Regions from separate parts of the Columba livia genome. Here region 1 is linked to region 2. The links are chromatin contacts, called in public Hi-C maps. All regions are on one chromosome and are shown on one strand. The core of a region is the stretch at or near the end of the contact, and the rest is flanking DNA. Distances in the headings are between cores, read along the strand shown.

Region 1 (3,807 bases), core at 686-3,185, 290 kb after region 2:
TCAGGAAGTCACTTTGGAAATAAACATTATTGAAATATTATACTCTGAAAAATCCTTCTGAGATTGACTCTAAAAAGGTGAGGATGGTACTGTTAAATGATCTACCAAAGGCAGATATTCTTTTTCCTCAAAGAATTCTAGCCCAGCACATCTCCATCAAAGTGGCAAGGCACAGATGGTCCCACACCAAAGCTTTCTCAGAGCAGCTCTGTCAGTTAAGGTTCAGCTGCATTTTAGGTGATGTTTGTACACATACTCCTCCAGCTATAATTAAAAATAGATAATTGTGTTGAAAACGTATTCTTGTGAAGTTATACCAGAAGACTTCCAGAAATCATTTGTCATCGTCATCACATGCTGACAATATAAAAAAAAATAAAGAAAAAATCACCATTCGTTTTGACCCCTTGCCCTCAGGATAAACTTCTACATATATAATCTTTCTTCAGCCAAAATAAACAATTTTTTTGAAGTTATCAGAAGTCTCAAGGCTCAGATTTAACCATGGAATAATGCAAAAAATGTCCTTAATTCAGACATGAATGCACAACTGAATGCCTTTGAGCTCAAGCTGCACAAATCGTGATAGTGAGGAGGTGACTAGTTACATGCATACACTTTGCCACCTCCTACTGTTAAAAACAGTAGTAGAACACTAAGCTAATATGTCACATTTCGCAGACTGGGTGCTCTGGGATCATCCAGAGTGAGCCACTGCTCAGCTGGTAAGTACTTACTAAACTGTGTTAATGCACTTCTGTAAGACTGTACGACCACATCCAAGCTGTTCAAAAAGAACACAGTTCTTTGTGACAATGATTACTTCAATTTATATTTTTCATATTAACCACCAGGAATGTAGGGGTTGTTTTTTGTTTGTTTTGTTGTTGCTGTTGTGTTTGTTTGTTTCTTTGTTTTAAACACAAATAATAAATTTTTGCATTTATTACTACAAACCTTACCCTCAGGAAATTTCACAAGTAAATAAATGCCTAGAACAAAGCAGTTGTTAAGTTAAATACATAAATAAATATGTAGAGTCCAACACATTAACGAAGAGCATTATTTCTGCTGAAGTCTGTTTCGACATGAGTTTCAGCAGATACATGTGCAACATATGACTTGATTGTATTAGAAGAAAGAAGGTACTTCCAAGATGCTTCTGTATATTGATGTTCAGGGAATTTACAGTTGAGATCCATTGAAGAAGAGTCTTAAAAACCATTTTCTTACAAAACAGCGTTTTGGTCACTAATTTAAAAAGTTTCAAAAGCAAAATAACATAACTCCATGCAGTTTGTCAAATCACACCAGCTAATATCAGATATTACTCTGATCAAATTATATTACCTACATTTTGTTCCACTAAGACCCAGGAAAGTGAAAAATATCAGAATAGTAAATATTTATTGACTGGAAAAAGTATAGTAATTAATAAAATACAGAGGTGGCAAGAAAAATATATTATCAGCTCTAAAGTAAATAGCAACATAGAAAGTTATGAAGCTCTAGGTTATGATTCTGTAATGAAGGCTCAAGGCTTGTATTGAATTACTAGATACAGCATTGAAGTGCAAAAGCTTAAAAAACCCCTGAACTGCCAGGATCTATTAGTCATTCCCACACCCCTTGTCCCAACCCCCCAAGCACAGATTTCCCCTTTTAGATGAGATTAAGTTAATTAAATAGACCAAACTCTAAGTGCCTATTCGTTTACAGGCACTGTTATTTAAGAAATAGATGCTCAAATTTCTTTGGAAGCAGAAATGTTTTAGTTACTAACTCATGTTTGTCTTAATGCTTAAGCATTTGCTCTAGCGGTTCTCCGATGACAGGTCACTTAAACTGTAAATAAAACCTAAGAAACAGCAGAACATATGTGCCAGTCTCACTTCCTCTGGCTAGCAGCAGTCAGGCAGTCAGGCAAAAAGAAAAGAACAGCTATGCAACTTCAGAAGAGAGACTTATACTTTTGTTTTGACTGGGAGAAAGTACAGGATTGTTTAATACCACAGGATGAACAAGTAGCAGCTCCTGACTCTTCACATGGGGGCAGGGGTGGCAGAAAGAAAAGGAATCCCCCTTCCTCCCCTCCCAAACAGATGTACCTGTTCCCACCTTTCTTACGTTTTGCAGACCATAGTAACTCATTTATTGTTACTTGCACGGAGGCATTTCAAGGGCTGAGTAGACCATGGCGTTAAAGAGCCTCGAACAAGTAAGTAGAAGAGTGACATCGAGTGGCAAGGCTGGTACAATACACTTCTGAAGGTCCCTGTTAGAAATTTCTTCAGCAGCCCGTTTTTAAGTCCATGAAGCATTTGATTCTTAACACTAACCTATTAATATTTAAAGCAGGATGCATGAAGTGGAAACGCTATCTTACTTGTGCTTGAACATTGGATGTTGCATTGAAAAGTATTCTTAATTGAAGGAGAAAAAACAAAAAAACAAAAAACAAACAAACAAACAAACAAAAACAAAACACACACAGACACAAAACCCACATAACCACAGTTCACATCACAAGCAGGCTTAAGTAACAACTTCAAAAAGACCAAGACTAGAACCTAATCACTTTTTGAAGCATTTATAATGCCTTCTCTTCTGAACACATCATAACATCTCTGAAGATGGAGATAAGCCATGTGCAGTGGTAAAAACGTATGTGTAAGCCCCTTGCATGTTCTACCAAATCATTCTTTCCTCTTAGGAAGGTACCAATGAATTGAAGCTTAGAGTATTTTGATTATTCTGCTTAAGTGACTCTCCATTTCAGTCCTTGAGAAGAGTCGTCTTTGAGTGACACTTATCTCACTATTAATAGAACTCTAAAGTTTATGGATGGTGTTTCACACCACTGTAAGCTTGGTCTTAAACCACAGACAAACTACTTCACAGAGACTGTTCTGTTCTTTAATCAGTTTTGTCTATAAAATGAGATACATGTTTACTATCTTTAGTTTGATGTCTTTCTAGGAAATATTCCATAGAGTTAACTGCTTCTAGTCTTCTCTCCAATATAATACATTGTCAGTGTTACAAAAGCCTTATTTATGGCTTGAAATGTCCTAGAACACTGTAATACTCAGATAATACCCAGGTGGGTGGTTAGTGACAAAAGATGGCTCATACTCCCTAGGACTGCAGCATCATACCATGCTCAAGGAATAGTAATGCACAAGGGACTTCCATTATTTGACAGCACAGGAGATGAAAGGGGTTTATTCATTAAGTTCACAGGTCCTGGGCAAGGTATTTTTTTAGTAGTTCACAGCATGCATTTTGAGTGCTGAGAAAACCTTATTTGCTAGTGAGGAATCTTCTTTTCTCTCTCCAGTATCACCACAGTAAAGGAAAAGTCTAAAATGTAATTTGTGCTTTCTGGAAGGCATGTACACAAGCATCCCCCCACCTCCAAAAAAAAAAAAAAAAAAAAAAAAGAGCTTAAAATGTAAAATAAGAATACTTTATTGATGTATTTCTCTACACCAAATGGGACACAGGAGAAAAGTGAAAGTCGAAATAGATTAATGAGAATGTGACATTAGCAGACATGACACGTCCTTGTCTTCATGCTGGAAACTTTATTTCATTTTTCAATATATGATCACAGAATGTTAGGGATTGGAAGGCAGCTCAAAAGATTATCCAGTCCAATCCCCCTGCTGGGGAAGGAACACTTAGATGAGGCTACACAGGAACGTGTCCAGGCAGGTTTTGAATATCTCCAGAATAGGAGACTCCACAACCCTCCTGGGCAGCCTGTTCCAATGTTCTGTTACCCTCACTGAGAAGAAGTTTCTT
Region 2 (4,245 bases), core at 375-2,874:
GTGCAGAAGCTTTTATGGGGTCATTAGTCTGGGATTTTAGGTAGGAAAACTAGCTTTTGGGTAGCAGTGCCTTAAACAGGCTTGGCTTACAAATAACTTCTCAGGACCTAGGTATATGTATAGGTGACTTCAGATCAAGTTGTATAGCCATTATCAAACCTAACAGCCAAATCTCTGGGATTTGGGTGTGAGTGGCAGTGCTGGTAGTATCAAGTTTTATTCTCAGCTACTTACTGTATAAGCTAGTTCTCATTTAAAGTACCTATAAGATTATCTCTGAACACCCACACGCCACTCATTTGAGACAGAGGAGCAAGGCAGAGAAATATGTATTTTCTGGGCCAGGATCTGGCAGTTTAGATAACTTATTTTGGAAAGTACAGAGGAAGGTACTGTGAGAACGGATGTGCTGTTCTAAGGAAGTGGATACAAGAGCCTCTCACTACCAGGGAATTATATTTAAGAGATTTGGTCTGCAAGAGAATCCCCTCTGTTTAATTCCTTTCCAGCTGGACCTTGTAAAGTGATTTCTCAGCAAGGCTTGTAAAACACAGCATTGTACCAATCGCTTCTATTAGTCACAAGCACATATGGGTGATGGTACCTACATCAGGCTGTGGGAACTCTGCAGGCAGCTAAGCTATGTTTGGCATTTGTCTTCCATTGCAAAATCCCTTCACAGATGCTGAACATTAAGCGACCACTGAGACAAGAGTCTAAAGCATCTACAAATCCCAATGACAAAGCAAAATTGTCTTCCCATTCTTATTGTTAGTCACACTACATGATATCATATTATGAACTTCTCTAAGCCCATTAGAAATAAAAAATTAGGAAAAAAATATTTTTCAGTTCTTAAATATTTACACATAAGTCATTAATAAGGGAATCCATAATTCTTGTTTAGTAGCAACAATAACTCCAGAAGGCTGATAGTTTTCAGAATAAATTTATGTTTATTTATTAGCACTTCAGGGGCTCCCAGAGCTGTGTGTTACTGATCTGCTCAATGTGAGGGATGTACGGACTCCTTCATTAACCAAAGAACCTGCATATATTTAAAATGGATTGTTGTCGATTGTCCTGTCTGTGATTATACTGAATATTTGTATACACTAATAAAATAGATATAAAATGCAGGAGATCTGGTAATATAGTTGTTTTCTACAAGAACGGTAATATGTTCAAAGTCGATTTAAATATTGCCTAAAATGATTCACTCCGCAGAATAAGAGACAGAAAAGCTTTAAATTTCCACTAGGTGTCACTCAATCTATTTCTTTGGTCGAACAGGATCCATTCGCAGAAGAGAACTGAGAGAAAAATGCAGCTGCAGCACTGCTCTAAAAATAGTGTGGTGGTGGGATTTTTTTTTCTTTTCTTTTTGTGAGCACCAACCAGAAGTATTTTGAAAGAATGAGTCCAAATGAATTACTTCTGTGTCTTAATTGTGCCTCTGCATTTTCTTGGTTTCTTTACATTTTCCATTTAACAGCAGTCAAGAAAAACCTCACAAACGCCAAGCCTGACACAGCTGATCCATGAGTAAGCAATTCCAGGGAAAGCCAAAAGCAGGAGACAAGGGAAGGGGCAGGAGAGCAGGACACAAGGGAAGGGGCAAGCTGGCTTTGCCTATGGGGACACCACTTGGTTATTTCATGTCAGTCCTGAGCAGACAGCCAGCAAGATTTGACCCTTTCAAGGGGAGGGTGCTTGAGATACCTCTCCTTGCAGTGGAAAACAGAATCCAACACCTTTCAAGGAAGCTCCAAAGCATCAACCCTTTGAACTGTCATTGCACTAAAAGAAGATAGCACCTTTCACAGTGCAAGGCATGGTGAGGTCCTTGGGAAAGGTCTTGAGAGTGCAGGAAGATTGCAGAAGCATGAACTGGGAAATGATTGTCAAAGGGAGGAGAGAAGAAAAGACAGATACAGAGGGAGGAGTGTGTCAACATGGATGTGAAAAAGCAGGCCAGGCACGACTGTTCCAAATAGTAGCCTTGGCCCTGTTTTGCTGGCCATAATGGCAGTTGAAGATGGCTGACTGCTCCTTGTGTCAGACTTGGCCAGACCAGAGCTGCTCTGGGGAAGGCAGCACCGAAAAGGTCTGCAGGAAGGGAAAGATGGTGCAGAACAAAACCTGCTGACTGGACAAAGTGAACCACCGCATGCTGCAGAAAGCACAGGAGGAAAGAAAGCAAAGAACATTTTCAGCCTGGCTTCATGAAAACCAAACAGGCCATTTCTTGTATGAGTCTGTCCCAGGCACATAGTTTCTAGGAACATTTCACATATACAGCTGATCTGAACAGATTACATTCCCATGGACCACAATTCCTTTCATTACCTACTGTGCCCGGGTAGATGCACTAGCACGTGTAAATCAAGACTTTTGATCTCTGAGGCTCTAAAACCATTGCTCTGAGAGCTGCAGGGTCCTTCTCCACCCCAGCTCAGTGAAGACTGGCAGGGTACCTGTGGGAACAGCAATCTGAGAAAATCTGATCAAGGGCCATGATGCAGAAGTCAGAGATATCTGTTAAAAGCAAGCAGTAGCTTTGTGCTAACAATTCAGTGTATACCCCATGTTCAACAGGGAAAGAGTTAAAGACTAATTGTGCTCAGCCAAGATGAAGCCCTCACTGGAGGAACTGGTGAGCAATGGCCATACGGATGGCAGAGGGGAGGGACAGGCTGCCCAGAGAGCTGGTTGGTTTGGTCTCTGTTTTGCTTTGGGTCCGTGGCTGCTGGGCTGTGTGATCTGGCAAAGCAGAGACCCAAAAGGGATGACCAGTGTGGTTTTTTGTTGTCCAGCCTGTATTTTCTATACTGGCATCAGCATCAGTCTTGCCTTTGCAATCCCTTGTTTTACTCCTCATAGAGCTTTTTTTTTGCCTGCTGCAAACAACTTTTTCTGTAATCCACAGAGGTCTCTTACCCTAGCAGAAAACCCATTCTTTCACACGCTCTCCACTTCTGTTCTTCACGTTATCTGTGTGGTATTTTCTGAGTTACTCCTCTTGTGTGCTGAGTTGCCTCTTTTCACCACTGTGCAGCTCTCCCATTCACCCAGCCATCAGGTGACCGTTACAGTGATGAGAATGTTATTAAAATAACCTGGTAGAGGAACTAAGACGTCTTTTAACGTAGATCCTCCCAAAACTCTGAAAACTAGATTATGATATTTGTTATTGCATTGCTCTTTGTTGTTTAAGTATTGGGTTTGGGCCTGGATAAGTACAATGGAGAAAGAACATAATGTTTTTGTGGGTCTGTTTGTGCAATTTTACAAGACACACAGAATGGGCAAACTGGAATGCAGCCACAAAAATCCTACTGGCTTCTTGATTTGATATCTTCCCTCTGAAATACCCAGGGCTGTATCATATTTTACATAACAAAAGCTGGACTGAAGCAGCATTGCTGGGGAGATGTAGTTGGAAGAAAACTAAGCACCACTCTGTTCTTGTTTGTCAGTGGTGGGGCTGGCAGAGGGCTCAGGGCACTGGAGCCAAGGGGGTACCTGGGCCACCTCCTGGAAGCAGCAGCAAGGCTTTGCAGGAGGAACTGGCAGCCAGGTGTTCAACATCTCTGTTCAGCAACTGTCCATCTCTGTTCAGAACTGTCATTCAACAACTCCCTTCGCCCATCTTCATTCAGCTCAGCTTCCCTGCTTGTAACATGAGAATAAAAACAGCTCCTCTCTTCACAGTGTGCCTTCAAGCACCAGGAGCCTTGTAGTGTAACCTTAGGGAGTCAATAAAGAATGTTAAAACTGTGTCTTCTTGCTCATGGTACTATAGTAAACAGCAAGTTTCCCCATTGGATCAGACATGGATGAAGGCTCCGCTTAGAAACATCCTGATTTGGAAGGTGTTGGCATTCTTGGCATTGATTGCTAAGAAACATATTCAGATGTTTCATATTGAAACATATTCAGATAATATTGTTAATAGCAATCTTTAATGTTGTGCTAGCAATCTTTAAAGCCATGTATCTAATACAGACTCTGCTTGGGAACTGGCCAGGAACTGGCTTCTGCTGTCCTGCCACTAAGCTGCGAGTCTGTGAATAGCTCATCCTCCAGCCAATAGGAGGTTGTTTTTCCTGGTGTGGTATTATAAACGTGGGAGGTTTGGGACCTGAGTGTCACATGTGTCTTTGGGGACACTCTTGTGTATGAGCTGGAGGCTCTAGTTCAGTGCTACCTTTCCCTCTGTCCTCCAGTTAGTTAGTTTAGCTC

Evidence for each region. Hi-C and Micro-C count contacts between places; a contact is called where the count stands out from the background.
Region 1: a Hi-C map of liver shows a contact between it and region 2, with 7 times the contacts expected there. The contact joins two enhancer-like sites. A contact is called at or near these places in 2 of 2 Hi-C or Micro-C datasets (crop and liver).

Annotation. Positions count from the first base shown.
Region 1 is chr4:30,280,781-30,284,587 of bColLiv1.pat.W.v2, forward strand. No RefSeq gene overlaps it. Among named protein-coding and RNA genes, the nearest start is that of DLC1, 16 kb to the left of the region's middle. Within about 2 kb of position 1,936, at least 3 of the 3 cell types and tissues checked have an H3K27ac peak away from gene starts, as active enhancers do.
Region 2 is chr4:29,988,932-29,993,176 of bColLiv1.pat.W.v2, forward strand. No RefSeq gene overlaps it. Among named protein-coding and RNA genes, the nearest start is that of TRMT9B, 76 kb to the left of the region's middle. Within about 2 kb of position 1,625, at least 3 of the 3 cell types and tissues checked have an H3K27ac peak away from gene starts, as active enhancers do.